Linked DNA regions of Anas platyrhynchos: region 2 is linked to region 1. A link is a contact called in public Hi-C data. All regions are on one chromosome and are shown on one strand. Each heading gives the region's core, a stretch centred on a gene start, on an enhancer-like site or on the middle of the called end of the contact. The rest is flanking DNA. Distances are from core to core; before and after follow the strand shown. Region 1 holds the start of STC1 (stanniocalcin 1). Region 2 overlaps LOC119713503 (a long non-coding RNA gene).

Region 1 (7,682 bases), core at 1,312-3,811:
ACAAAAGGACACAAATACCTCGCCTGTAAATGTGCTGGTACAAGTCCGCCGCCAAATTTGACAGCAGCTCCGTGTGGGTTCTCTGCTCTCAAATTCATTTTCCAAATTTCTGAAAGCAGTTAATAAAGCTGCTGCCTTCCCGGGGGCTTTGTGGAGACTTGATAATGCTTTTTCTGATACTGTAATGTTTGCACGTGTCCTGAGCCAGTGTATCACACTGTGGGGTAGTGCCTGTTCCCATTACCAACCTGATCCTCATCTTACAGTTAATCTTCTTTTATTGCAGTTCACAATCAGAACCGGTTGCTTTAAAAAAAACCTACAGCAGGTACAAACACTCCAGCTACCATGCATGGCCCTAATAGAGTCAATCAGCCCCGGATTAATGCTAGGAGGAAGAACAGAAAATGTGCTGGAAGGATTTTGGTATCTATAGGAACTACTTGCTACCTTCTAATTTTTCCTTGCACTTGGACTCAGATCAGGATGTATACGTGCTCAGAGGGCCAGGACAACCTGTTTTGTTTTGCAAACTATTTCGGTTCAGATTGAAGCATTCAGAAAGACAAGTAGGAATGTTCACCTTGGGGGGGAAGGGGTGGAGGATTTGGGCTTTGAGTTTGAAATTCAATTTTGTGGAAAATGCAATGCTTCCACTCCAAACAGGACTTAGATAGAATGGTGATTCATCCCCCATTGAAGTCAATGCCAGAGTTGCTTTTGATTTAATCAGAATCAAACCCTATGGGATTATTCTCACTTGCAAACTGGACTGGTCCTATTAAGTAGAGAAACCACAGTGCTTTTGCAGGGCTGTTTTTTTTTTTTTTCTTCTTCTTTTTTTTTTTTTTTATTTAATTAAATTGGCTCAGTGTCACAAAACTGAGACGAAACCCGAAACCCTTCTGTTTCAGTGCTTTTTGAGTGTTCTTGGAACATCTGGCACAGCTGTTATTTTGACCCCAAGGCAGGAGTACAACCTCGCTCCTGCTCCTATTCCAATTGAAGCTGACACCAAATATGCCAACACGGACAGGGCTGCACAGCCCAAACCGAGCTGTCAGCTCCCTCTCAGAAGAAATCACAGCCCAGGGATGGGGCAAGAAACCAGAGCAGTCCCGTTGTCACGGTCAGAGCTGTCAAACCTAGGCAAAAAAAAGGACAGGAACGAGGTAAAGCAGCGGGCACTGCTTCTGGAGCCCTGCTAAGGAAGAGGCTACTTCTGTTTTTCTTTAAATTGCTTCCTTATTGACTTTTAAAATTAGCCACCCATAAAGCTGAATGAATGCCCACGAGATGAGGGTTTTTTTTGCGCTTCCACTTAATGCAGATTTGTAGAATCGGCTCATCCGAGCCGAACACAACTTGTGTCCACGGATGTATTTATGAATCTGCTCGGGCTGCGTTTCCTTGCCTGGCACCACGGAGATGAGAATCTTTTTTTTTCTCCAACAGAAAAGATCGTGGGGATGGCTGAGTGAGAACCAAGCACACTCAAGATGCAGAAGAAGCCATCTCATCCCCGATCAGTAATAGTTGATACCTAAATCCCTTGACTTATCCTAAGCTGCAGGAATTTGTAACTTTTTTTTTGTCTGTAAATCTTCTTCCTCCGTGCACCTTCCCAATTTCATTTCAGCCCTAAGCCTTAATACCACTGCTTATACTTTCATCCCTTAAATACTCAGAGCCTTAAATTGTCTCTGCTATACAGGATAATCAGTTCTGTAGTGTGTTAATCCTCATTATGTGCCTATTAAAATGAGGACTAAATCAGGCATTAGGGTGCCTCCTCCCGTTATGAAATCTAAAAAAAAAAAGCAGAATTGAGCTGGAGGGGGGGAGAGGAAAACCACCAAACACCTAAAAATTCTTCCTCGAGCTTCACTCCGGAGCAGTAAGAGCAAGCCTGTGCTGAGGTCGGAGGTACGAACGCGTGATTTTATTACCATAATTGTGCAAGAGAGGGGAAGGCGAGGAATGCTGCGCGCGAGGAAGAAGGGTTTGGGGTATTTGCATGTGCCTACGTGAGGAGCAGTGTGTATGTGTGCGGGTTTGGGGCCGAGCACACGCTCTGGCAGGCGCTGGGTGATGCCTGCTGCCGGCACACAGGCGGGGATGTCCTTTGGGGGCTGCGCTCAGGTGCGGGGCAGCGAGGCTGCAGAGAGCCCCCATCGGATGCACCGCCTGGAAAAACCCCTGCCAAGCAGCCCTAACCCTGGGATCACCGCTAACCAGATGGGAAAATAGCCTTTCTTAAAAGGGCAGGTGATTTTATTTTTTTTATTATTATTATTATTATCATTTTGGGAGGGGGGAAAGATTTAGGACTGCCCTGTCATTTCCTTGAGCTCAATTAACCGTAGGAAGTCCCCCCCCCCCTCCTCCTCCTCCTCTTTCCCTTTCCCACCGCCTCGCCGACGATTAACTTTTGGGCGATTGTTGTTTGGCAGGTACTTTTAATTGGCTGGAAAATATTCTTCCTGTGAAGTTGCAGTTTTCTGAGGCTTGAATGAGTCCAGTCTGCCATTGGCTCTGCCCAACGCCTCGCGATTGGCTCGGCAGCCCGCGGGGGACCGATAAGGGCGGCTATAAAAGCTATAAAAGCCCTCGGCGCTGCTCCTGGTCCCCAGCGAGCAGGAGCCAGAGGGGCCAAGCAGAGCGGGCGGTGGTCCCCAAGCGGGCGTACTCCTCTCGCTCTCCTTGGCAGCACATCCAGCTCCACGTCTTTGCTCAAGCCGAAGTGGAAGAGGAGACGCGCACGCACGCACACACACACACACATAGACCAAAAAAAAAAAAAAAAAGCCAAAAAACCACACTTAGCGGAAACTTGTCAGAGAATGCTCCTAAAGTCTGGTTTGCTGCTGCTGCTGGTGATCAGTGCGTCCGCATCCTACGAAGCTGAGCAGAATGACTCTGTGAGCCCCAGGAAACCCAGGGTTGCAGCCCAGAACTCAGGTAACAGCCGGCAAAGAGGGCTCTGAGCCTCAGCCCCGATGTGTGCAACTGTCTCAGATATCTCTGCTGCTCATTTTTCCTTTTTCCTCCCCCCTCCCTCCTCCTTTTTTTTTTTTTTTCTTCCCTTTTTTTTTTTTTTTCTTCCTTTTTTTTTTTTTCTTCCTTTTTTTTCCTCTTATAAACTTAATGCCTGGTAGGAGCAAGTATTAATTTCAGGGACTGGTTCAGGAGGATATTGGTGCATAGCCAGAGAAGAAAGCTTCTTCTTTCAGGAGCTGGGTCAAGGAACCGGTGTGTGATCTGCTTGCAGGATGTAATCCATTCTCCCTCCTCCTCCCCCATCTCCTAAATGAGTTCCATGTACTTTTTCCCCCCTCCTGCTTGCATGTATCTCTCTCTTCTCCCATGGCAATTATACTTTGGTGTTAAATTCCTTGCTTTTTAGGAAGTTGATAAAATCCGTGGAAATTTGACTGAACCATTGTTCTGCCAAACATCTGCCTATTCAAAGAAGGGGAGAGAGATACGCGACTTTGAAGAATGCAGTAACCTAGAAACTGTCCACTGCTAGCATTTATTTTCAAAAACTGATTGCTATCAGTTAGATGGTACCATAAAAATGCGTTTGTGACATTTAGCAAACTTGCTTTTACAATAGATAAAAAAATTGCTGGCAAGTCAGCACTGGATGTCTCTACTTTGTGCACTATAGATGCTCAGATAAGTTGCACACATTGTCTTGAACAATGGGAATTAAAAATCTGTCTTCTAGTATACTGAAAAGATATTAGGTCTCTAATTTGGAGCTCATTAACAGATGTCTTATTTTAGATCTGCAAGGCTCTGCAGCATTATACTAGGGTGTTTGCTCAATTTCCTTTTGTATTTGGTTGCTATAGAAACATAGGGTCTCACTATTGCACTGTGCCTAAAACAATAAAAGCTTAATGCATACTAAGTCTGCTGAAAGCAAAGTTATAATTTGAACCTGTGGAAACATAATTATGGGAATGACTTGTGTGACGGTGAGGTTGTGAACTGGGGAGAGGATGATCTTACCAAATATTTCTCCCTTTAGGCATGTAAGGAAGAGCGGAGCACAAGGAGGGGTTAATTGGGTGATTTTTTTTTAAATTTTCTTCTCCGGAAAGATCCTAGTTATGAGATCCGTCTTTAGGCTACAACTTAGTTCTTAATAAGGTGTGCTCTCTTGCACTGAATGCAAATCCTCACTTTTCCTACACCTAGGATCTTGATGGGAGACACCGGGTTAGCATTTCTTCCTAAAGAATGTCTGGTAACATGAGCTGCAAAAGTAATGAATATGCCTTGCACAGACACATAAGGGGACAGATGTTCGGCTTACCAAAAAAGGTTAATCCCCACTAACTTCAGGGCAACCGTGTGGCAATACTGCTGATTCATTGTTAAAATGCACACTATCTGCACGAAAAGAGATGGGATGACATGGATACCCTCCTGTTCAGACCAACGACTGCCTCAAAGGTGTTAATTATGCATGGTCATCTCCATTACCTTAACTTTCTCTGCCCAAATGTCCCTTCTCTTTGGGAATTTTTTGACCTTTCTTGGCTATGCTTGCAAATTGCTGGGTACCACACTGGTATTTAGCACCAAATTCCTCGTTCAGGTCCTTTGCAGTACTGATAATTAACACGCAAACTAAGATCTTATTCCTAGACACTTTACGCTTTTTGGAACACCACAAATATTTCCAATGCTAGTGAAAGCAGCGCTTCCATGCTGCAAGACCCAATGTCATGCCAGCTTGCTGGTAACCACCATCACTTCAGTCTCATTTCCAAATGTGGTTTACGAGCCAGATGCTGCCGAGCTACCCTCACCTCCCTTCTGAGACCTCAGGGACGTCCTCGCTGCCCGGTATTCCTCATGGGTCCATCCTCACTGCTTCTGCCTTCTCTAGAGGAGCTGTAGATGCACACGGTCAGGATTAGGTTGGGATGGACCTCTAGGTCTCCATCTAGCCAAAGACTATCAGGCATCACATTTCTTTTAGTCTCCGTAGCTGATGGGAGGTGTTGGTAGCTGCATTTTCCATTCCTCGATTTCCCACTGATGTGCTGGTGCATGATTTAGGTTCCTAACTCACCTTGGCCATGCCTTTTGCTCTTCGATCCCTCTCCCTCCAGCCCCGAGGAGCAGTAGGGCTGCTGCTAAGCGTGACTTGGCTTTCTGATGGAGAAAGGCTTCATCAGCCAGGCGTCGGGGAGCGATCCGTGCGTAACCTTGTGCCTGTGCCTCTCCCTGCAGCCGAGGTGGTTCGCTGCCTGAACAGTGCCCTCCAGGTGGGCTGCGGCGCCTTCGCCTGCCTGGAGAACTCCACGTGCGACACGGATGGCATGTACGACATCTGCAAGTCCTTCCTGTACAGTGCTGCTAAATTTGACACTCAGGTACGGGCGCGAGTATAAAGGGAACGGGAATAATCGTTAGAGCTCCCTTGCCGTGCCCCGGTTCAGCAAAGTGCTTTTACAAGTCCTGCGGCACCAAAGCACGTGCGTAAAGGCTTTGCTGAATGGACGCCTTAATTTCTCTGTCCTCACAGAGCTGGGCTCAGTGCAGGCTTAACCCTTCCTTTCTTACAGCCCTTCCTGCTGCCTGGCCACTCCTCTGAGCCACGATTTTGGGTTTTGGCCACAAACGCATCCTTCAGGGCTATTTTCTGCACTACATTTTCCACATACTGGATGCAATGTGTGAGGACTTGGCAGGGAGCGTTCTGTGGGGCGGAGAGCTAAGTTTCCTCTTCAGGAGGAAATATAAACGTTCTTCTAACAAAGTAAGTCTTCTGACTGTGTGACCTGGCACAGGGCTGGGATTTGAATTGGAAGTCTTTGGGCCTGGGAATGTGTGGCCAGATCAGCCTCTCTGGAGCTGCAAGCGCTCACAGCAGGGTAAATAGGATAATATCAGCGGACTGCGGCTCTGCCAAAGGCCCTTTTCCTTCGTACTTTCTTCCCCAAATGTGCAGACACCTTATTCCCTGCATGCTTGATCCCAAAGACAAACTTTAAAGCTCTTAGAGCATCTTAAGCTCTGGCAAGCCAGATGTGTTAAACCCCTGGTATGCAGCGAGCGGTCCAGCCGCCTCGCAGAGGGCAGGATTGGCCCATCTCTGGTGCTGGCCCTCCTAGGGCTGCTCACACGAAGGCTTCCTGTGCTTAAATCTTTTGGGAACAAGAGCTGGCTGTTCTCAGTGGACCTCATGCATCCCAACTGAAGCTGCTGTATTTAGGGTCCAGTTCCCCGCCGTGCTCCATAAGGGACCTCCAGGAGGTCTGTAATTGCAGCAAGGGTAATTAATAGCAGCCAGGCACGGTGGAGTTATCTGTTATGACATCCCTTTCTATGAAATTTGTTGCAGTTTAAGGTTTCTCTCCTGTTTCCAGGGAAAAGCTTTTGTGAAAGAAAGCTTGAAATGCATCGCAAATGGGGTCACGTCCAAGGTGTTCCTCGCCATCCGGAGGTGCTCCACGTTCCAAAGAATGATCTCCGAAGTGCAAGAGGAGTGCTACAGCAAACTGGACATGTGCGGCATCGCAAAACGAAATCCTGAAGCAATCACGGAGGTCGTCCAGCTTCCAAATCAGTTCTCAAACCGGTACGTGGAGCTTTCCTCAGCTGAAACGCATCAAATGCACAAATGTGAAGCATAGGGAAGGAAACGAGAGGAACCGAGTTGACTAACTTCTTACAGGTCCTAATACAGCTTAGCCTGAGTAATCCTTTCTGCCTTTTCAAATCCTTGTTAAGTTTTACCAGCATTCTTCTGATTCTCTTTTTGGTAAATACACTTATAAACATCTCCAGGGGAGAATCGTAAAATCAACTGGACATACATTACTTCAAAGCCTGGAGATGGTTGAAATGTTAGTTCTTTGAGTTTGAAGGCAGCGTAATGGTAAACAGAGCTTTTAAATACCAAGCCAGTTTGATTATATTGCCATATTGACCACTTAGGAGCTTCTCAACCTACTGCAGCTTCGTTCTTGTCTTCAGATTGGGGCCATCTTCTTGGGGTTTATGGCAAATGAGCGAGCCCTTGCCCTCAGAATTATTGAGGTAATACAAAGAATTAAAAGGCTGAAAAGGAACCAGTGGATGGGCTCCTCTATAACCTTATTCTGCCATGATCCAGTCGATCATATTTATAGGGATAGTTCAGTGTTCTTCATGGCCTCTTTCAGGGTTGTTTTCACCCCTGTTCCTTCTTGATAGCAAAGGCTGCCTGCAGAAATGGGCACGTCACGCTGCTCCCTGGTGTTTTATCTGAGCACAGAACTGCCCTGTCCCCATCCTCCAAGGACAAGGGACAGAGAGAGGCTTCAGGGAGCTGCTGCAGTCTGCGCAGTCACGCTGCAAGGACAGGGATTTCTTCTTCTAAATCCTGGAACAATCAGTGCTGAGTCTTGTGATTGGGATAAAAGGGATCTTTTTGAACACTTTGAGTAAATACGCTCTAGAATCTGAGTGCAAACAGACCGAGCTGCAATTTAACACGTTGGCTGGCTGCGCTGAAGGCTGGAGCTCCTCTGGGGTGGCTGTTGGACCTAATGGAAAGCATCTTAATCCTACAGACTTATCCTACCCCAGGTAGGCCAGTGCTATAGAGATGCTGCACCTCCAACCAGCATAATTTCATTACAAAAACTCTCTTGTAGACTATTATATCCAGAAAA
Region 2 (7,682 bases), core at 3,589-6,088, 67 kb before region 1:
CTTCTGTGTTGTGTGTTGCTGCCATCCAGAGCTCACTGGAGCAAGGTGCATTTGAAGATGATACTCCGCTAGTTCTAGTCATGCAAGGTAAAAGGCAATAAATAATAAATGCCATAAATAAAGGATGATGTTCCAAAATAGCTTCAGTTTCCAGTGAGAACTGGAAGCTGTATCTACCACATCTGGAACAAGTCTGTTTTCATTTCATATTCAGGCCATTCTCTCTTCCCCTAGAGACTGGTTTCAATGAGAACACGATTGCTTCAAAAGAACCTGCAGGGGCTTAGCGCTCATAGATTAGCATTTCTGTAACCTTATTCAGTTACTCTTAAAAGACTCTTGGTAGGTCTGTATAGAATATAGGTGTAACTTTGGCTGCTGCTGATTATGGTGATGTTAGACATCAAAAGTGAAGAGAAGCGTGAATCTATCGCTTGCATTACTGCATAAGGCCTTCTGAATTCTTGTTGTAAAGAGAACAGAAACTTGAGAATTGTATCCCTGCGAAAATTGCTGTTGGGCCAGAGGCAGATACTAAGAACTGAGGGTCTAGCGTTGTGGCCTTCATTTCAGACACAGCAGCTGTTTGAAACACGGTCATTTGTCCAGATATTCTTCTGCACTGTGGAATGAGGAGGAGAGAGGCTGACAAAAACATAGCAGAGGTTATGGTTTTCTGCTTGTGTGTCTTTGTGAGCTCTTGCAATGTTCATCATGGTTGGAAGAAACCAGCTTCTAGTCCACTCCAGGTTGTCAGGAGATGCATTAATGTTGCTTCTTTCTTGCTTATTTTTCAAGTATTGGTTTGAAATCTAGAGAGTGGAGATGGTACAGTAATTCCTATACACCCAACACACTTAAATTGGTGTTCTGTTCTTCTGCTGCCCCATCCAAATGAAAGAATTGGCTTCCATGGAAGGATTTGGCTGGCATCAGGCAGCCCAACTCTGTTGAAATCAGTGCAGGTGACCCAAGTATCTTGCCTGGTGTGTTTACATGTAGCATTACCAGATGGTACTTGCCCAAAGAGGCAGTTGTAACACACTGTTACTGAGGCTTGCTGGTTAATTTTAAAACTACTGATCTGGTGTAAGAGAAAGTTCAGCTGTTTTACTGGAGAGCACGGCTTGGTTGCGAGAGCGTGCACAGAGAACGGGGAGCAGAGGCAGTGCAAGCAAACAAATACCGAGAAAGTGAGTCATCCAGCTCTTTACTTGAAAGCTCCACACTCCCCCTCTAGCAATATTCCAGCTCAAATCCAGACTGTAAATCACTACCTGCGTGAACTCGTGAATTACTCATTCGTCATGTGTCCGGCCAAGCCATGCCAGGCCCCATTGTTTGAAGTGGTTCACCCCCTCGCCGAGGCTGCCTGAGTGCAGTCGGTGCGAGCCCGTGGGAGCTGTCAGAGCTCTTCTGCTCTGCTTGGACCCCAGGGAACTGCACAGAAAGCCTCAGTCTTTGGTTAATCTGGGGAAAGCAAAGCAGAGCCCTAGTAGGGGTGTGATGGTCACTGCCGAGGCCTAGTTTTGTTGTACAGTAGGTGTCTTTGGAGTGACAGCTGAATAATTCATAACTCAGGCAGACGGTGAATTGGTGGAGCATTACTGCTTCACTTGCAGTTTTAAAGCAGTCAGTATGGTCTCATTTCAATTCCATTTAAATGGGAAGAAACGCAATAGGAGGGATTGTCTGTGTCACGCGGAACAGAGTCTGAGAGATTGGTGTTAGCCCAGATCTTTTTCCCTAGGCTAATTTTGATGAAAGAGCGATCCAAAGCTGTGCAGAGCAGAGGATGGGCACAGCCGCGGGGACACAAAGCCTTAAGGATGCAGAAGGTGCTCAGCGCCACTGCTCCGTGGGTGCTGTGTGACAAGCAGAGCAATGCTGCATGGCACCGGGCCTGGAGCGGTATCACTCATCCGAGAGGCTGATCTGAGCACACTGACTTCTTCTGGTAGAAGCAGGAGAGGTGCCAGGACCCTCAGCTGTGGTGTTCACCTGGCCTTGGTCCTTCTCCGCATCTCCAGAGCAACTTGGGCTCTGCTGCCTGTTCTCTCGGGGTGCTTTCTGTTCTCTACTCCCTATCTCAGAGGCCAAAACCTCACACTTCTGAGGCAGGGATCAAAAAGCTTCTTAACTGCAGCACAAACCAAGTTTTACAGGGCTGTTGGAGCAGTGCATGAACTCTGTGCTGCAGATGATGACTTCAGGCCTGGTTTGTGAGAGGAAGCTGGCAAGCAAGGAAGAAAAGTTACCGAGCTTTCAGTCATCCCTCTGTTCTTCACCAGAAACCACTAGAAAGTGTTGTTTGTTACCATGCCACAGTGGTATGATGACATGGCCTGGGAAAACTTGAAGGGGAAAACAGGTCCCCACTTCCCTCCTTCCTCTACTCCCCTGCAGGCAGATAAAACATCTGAGCTTTTCTTGCTTAAAAGTCTTTGGCCAGTCCTTCCAGCCCTCTCAGAGTTCAGGTGAGACTGAGCTGTCCAGGCAAGGATGGGTAATGCTAGCCAAGGTGTCCTGGAAAACCTCCAAGAAAGGCCATTTCAGTTCCCAATCCAGAAGGTTGTGGTTTTATACAGGGGACATACTTCCCAGCCCCATGCAAATATCCTAGAATCTCAAATGGCATTAGCTATCTATGTTCTGGCAACTGTTCTTGCACCCCCTAAATTCCCTTTTTAAGCTATAGAAACAATGAATCTGGTACTGGACATGGTTAGTCTCCTATAACAAATTATTAACAGTGAAGAAAAGGGATGAGGTTTGGACGAAATTTTCCAAAAACCCAGGGGAGAGGTATCTATATCGCACAGCAAATGCTGCTACCTGCACCCTCGTCATTTTTGTGCTTGCAGAGAAACTGGCTGGCAAGTACACCAGCTCAGGCAATTAATCCTGGGGAGGGGGGGGAGAAGGAACAATTTTATGGATTGAGCAACACAGAGACAGAATTAAGTTGTTTTTTTTTTAGGGTTTGCATGATACATTTGCCTTGCAGTGGCCTAGAATTTTTGCTCTGTGGGAAATTTTCACAGAAGGGAACAGGGCAGAAACTTTGATTTCTAGTTCTGAGGAGAGGAGCTCCCTTTCCCAGCAGTTGTTGTTTTTATTAAGTTAATAATAAGAACAGCTAACAAACAGAGTTAAAACTCTGAGTTTACCACATTCAGTAGCTGGATCCTGAATAGGAAATAAGCCTGGAAAGTACTGTGTCAAACTCACTCTGAGAGGTAATAGAAAACTACACAGCGAAATTCAAAGCCAGTAAACTGTTAACCTGTATTTACCCAGGCAGTATAGCACGAAGACACCTCTTACGTACTCCAAACAGAAATAGTTACATGGTTTGGATCATTCCTGCACAGTTCTCTTGTTTTAAAACTGCTGTGTGCCATTTTCATGTTTCTGAGACATTGTTGGTAATGCCTAAGCCGAGAAAAATCCTTGTTGGCCAGGTGAGTACAAGGCTTTGCCAAGGGCAGGGTGGACTCGGCTGTAGAATTAGCTGGTATAACTGTGGTTTAAATCAGATGTTTTGGAAGATGAGCAATGCTGGTGTCCACAGGAGGGAGCCAAATACATTACTCTCAGAAGAAACACCTTTGGTTTCAGTGTCTTTATCTGCTGTTCCTGTATGAAAAGGAGTAAGGCCAATGGCATCCTCAGTACATAGTGATGGAGTCTGATGCACCATGGCAAAGGGAACTAAAACTTATCCAGATTATCTCAAAGTATTCAGGGAAAAAAAAAATAAATCATGTTGAGATGTATCTTACAGCTGTGATACCAATTTTTAATGATGGAGAGGAAAAGAGTCCTTTCTTGACCAGCAGTAGACATGCTTGAAAGAAATGTCTACTGCAATTTTTTTCTGCTCTCACACTGAACTGGAGAGGGCTGAGGCTGTTCCTCATCTCCCTTTTGTTCTGGATGAAAAGCCACATGGGTGTTTGTGTCTCTGTGGGCTGATCTCTTCTCTCTGGTGACCAGCAATAGGACCTGAAGGAACGGCATGAAGCTGTGTCAGGGATGTTCAGGCTGGATATCAAGAAAAGGTGCTTCACCAAGAGGGTGGTCAGGCACTGAAGTAGGCTCCCCAGGGAAGTGGTCATGGCACTAAGCCTACTGGGGTTCAAGAGCCATTTTGGACAATGCTCTCAGATGTAGGGTTGAATTTTCAGTTGGTCCTCCTTGGAGCCATGAGTTGGATGTGATCCTTGTGGGTCCCTTCCAACTTGGGAGTTTCTATGATTCTAGTTCCTCAACCCTTATCACAGACCCACCTGCCATCACATACCCTGGGGAACGGTGATTTTTAGATCAAAAAGATGTGGAAAACCCTCTTTAAGGAAGCTGGGCCCTTTGTGGAGTGGCTGCAGGAGGGCCGTGTCAGAGGCAGTGCCCTTGCAGGGAAAGCAGCCTCAGATCTGCAAACCTCTTCCTGTGTCTTGTGTTTCTTTTTTTCCCCCTCTAAACAAAACTTCAGCTTTGGTATGTGGCCTGTTGCTGAATGAGGAAAACATAACGAAAAGAAAGCTTTCAACTGACTAAAAATAAACAGTGTTTTTTATAAATATGCTGGCAAATTTCACAGAAGGATGGGATTTCTTCATCTTCAACTTCATGAGAGACACTGGGGGTAACTTTTCCATATTAAAAAGAATTCATTATTATTATATTTCTGGTATTTGTTAAATTCCGTGGGTTTTTGAGCTGTTTGCTGACATCTGACATTGTTTTGGGATTGCACTTGGAGATGAGGTAGTGTGCACATTTGCTTTTGCTTTGAGAAAGGGTGACCTTTCTCAGCCCACTGAGGGCTGCAGCCTGGTTCCTTTTATCTGCATCCCAAAATGGTAACAGCAATAGACAACACATCCTGCCAGTCCACAGCCGGGCTAACTGCTGTCATGCACGAAATGACCTGGTGCTGGTTTTTTGACCGTGACAGAGGTGGATAGGGTTGGGGCCTGTAAGTTGGCAAACCTGGTTCGTTGCTTCCTAAATCATCAGAATGAGGTGAGGAATATTGATGCCATCTCTTCTCCTTCAGCTGCCTGTATAATCCTAGTAATTAAAAATGCCGGTTTTCTTTAAATGGCTTTGTGCCTCTTGCGTGGATGATGCTGGTTAAGAGCAAAACCCTATCTCCAAGCGTTTATCAGTAGTATGGGAACATGGTGCCACAGCCGGATTCTGGAGAGACAAAACAAGTGGTATTTCATACAATTGCTGGATTAATGATAAAAAAGCGTAGAATAGCCAAAGTAGTTGCCCACAAAAAGGCTAAAGAACAAATGACGGCTAAATAACACTGTATATAATTCATAACAGCTACGGGACTGAAAAGAAAATAGATATGTCGTGCAATGTTTTTTCATATGTTAGAAGAATACATTCCTTTCCCCTGTGCTGTAGTTATGAATTTGTCAGGGTTCACGTTTTTCCTCTTATTATTTCCCATTGTTAAAGGTCATCAGGCTTTAAAAATATGGATAGCCTGCGTCTTTTCTCTAATCCATCTAATGTGCTGTATCCAAAGATTAAATCCCTGACAGAACAGTGTCGGATGAATCCTCCTCCTCTACCCCCAAGCTCTTGTGTGAGTGGCAGGATGGATTCTGGTAACACCAGGATGGAGTTTTAATGAAATACAGGTTATTATTCACAGTAATTGATTGTGAGGCTTGCAAGGAACAGAAGCAATTGCTTAGCTTTGTCCTGCTGTGACTTGGGCTGTCTTTGGCAAAACAGCAGAGACCAAAATAGCAACCCAAAGCTGAAAGGTAGAGCTTCCAAGCAGGACCCTGTGGCTGCAGCTGTAAAAGTTGACTAAACCACTCTTGTCACTGATAGCAGTAGATGGCTTCAGGGAAAGTGCTGTGAACGGGCCGTATAATTTCAGTGGTGGCCATGCAGAATCTCTTTCAACCCTGCTGACATTCTGTAGGTGTTTTACCTCTGCTGGGACTAAAATGGATTTCAGTCTAAGGCCCCATCCTTTCGCAGATGTCACAGTCCCACAGTCATAAACCAGGGCCACTTACCAAGATCTTTTTGGTGGTGGCTGTGCCTTGGCGCTGATTCTCCACTGTTTCTATTCCAGTATGACACCAGGAGTGTTCCACTGGCTTTTTCAACAGACTCAGTGGGGGATGAGGCAAGGCTTTTCAGGAAAATGTGTGTGCTTTTTGCATCTCAATGAAGATCAAACTTTCCAAAGTGCTTGGGCAAAGTGCTCTGTGTACCCGTTGTACAGATTCTGGTTGCATCCTGTCCCTAAATAAACTTGGGGTAATACATTTCTTGTTCCTCGAGTCCCAGAAGACCTCTCCCTTGGCTATGACGAAGAAAAGGGTGTAGTGTCATTGGAGTTTTTATTTTTTTAGGTTGGGGCAAGCAGTTTGTTTTTCTTTCAGGTACCATCTCCCTATTCAAAGCTCTTGCATGTTGTGGCTGACACCACAACAGTACCATTTAGATTGGGCTGCAGATAGCTAATTGAGCTTTGGGACACCTACACCAGTGTACCTTCCATTCCTGTAGGCAAACATTGCTCTGGTTTCAGCTGAGCTGGCCTGTGATGGCACAGGGGGATGGTATATTTTCCAGCATGGTCTAAATACGCCCTCTGGGACCCTGGCATCTTACTCTGTTTGCTAAATGGAATCTTCCTAATGAAATCTGTGCTGTACTGTCCTTCACTTGTTATTAATAAGCTGTCTGACTCAGAGCTTATAACTTTGAGTCTTTACTATGACAACAGATAAAGTGACAAGCTTTAAAGGAAAGAGCTTGTGTAAGAGGAGGAGGGATTTGTGAACCTTTTGGCCAGGCAGTTCGTTGAATTGTCCAAACTATTGTTTTGTACCAGAAACTTTCAGGGAAATGCTACCTTCTGGCCCGTGCCTCTGAGCAGGCTGGTTATGCACAGATACCCTAGCTGAAAGCTAAAGCCCATACAAGTGGCAACGCTGAAATCACATCTTAAAATGCAAAGTAGCAAAACGCAGGCTTCATCGTAAATCTACAGGCCCAGGATTCTCCATCTTGTTATGATTTACATACCAGGGAAATACAGACTTGGAGAGGGAATCGTATTCATTCGAACGGCATCATGTTTGTTATTGGAAGCCAACTAAAGTATGCTGTAATTCATTTGCTTTATTGTTCTATTTTTTGATAGTTTGCTGTTTGTTGTTTTTTGTTGTTGGTTTTTGTTTTCCAAAGGAACAGCAAACACTTGCACTGCTGTGTATGGAAATGAGAATGTCCTGTCCTCTGCAGGCACAAGGAGGACCGAGGTTAAGTTTGTACTAACTCTGCAGAGCCACGGTGCCATGAGATGGATACAGCTGGGGAGCCTCATTGTAGCCACCCAAGCTTTTCTCCCAGCTTGTTTATTAGCAAGGTGTGTCCAAGCCTGAAACAGCCATTTCACTGCACTTCTGTGCAATCTTTTGTGTGCTAGACCAAGAAAATTTGCTCAACACCCCACTGCGCTTTAGGATTTACTAGGTACCCTCCCAGAGCAATAACTGTAGGACTTGCTAGGCCTAGATATTGGGCAATGCAGTAAAACAAAAATGTTGAGGGTATTGTACACTCTTGTATTGTTATTCAGTGCTTCCTGGCCACTACACAGAGCCCTGTGAAGCACTCTAGAACCAGAG

The links. A called contact is a pair of places that touch in the nucleus more often than the background predicts.
Region 2: a contact with region 1 is called in a Hi-C map of small yellow follicle, with 3 times the contacts expected there. The contact joins the enhancer-like site here to the promoter of STC1 in region 1. A contact is called at or near these places in 2 of 8 Hi-C or Micro-C datasets (F5 follicle and small yellow follicle).

What each region holds. Positions count from the first base shown.
Region 1 is chr23:2,362,483-2,370,164 of IASCAAS_PekinDuck_T2T, reverse strand. STC1 (stanniocalcin 1) reads left to right here and starts at 2,561. Exons shown (of 4, transcript XM_038167028.2): 1 at 2,561-2,961; 2 at 5,254-5,396; 3 at 6,393-6,604. The coding sequence starts at 2,844.
Region 2 is chr23:2,431,802-2,439,483 of IASCAAS_PekinDuck_T2T, reverse strand. All of the region lies in intron 2 of LOC119713503 (a long non-coding RNA gene), which reads left to right. Among named protein-coding and RNA genes, the nearest start is that of STC1, 68 kb to the right of the region's middle. Within about 2 kb of position 4,838, at least 4 of the 8 cell types and tissues checked have an H3K27ac peak or open chromatin away from gene starts, as enhancers often do. A contact at or near this core is called in F5 follicle and small yellow follicle, where this site is marked.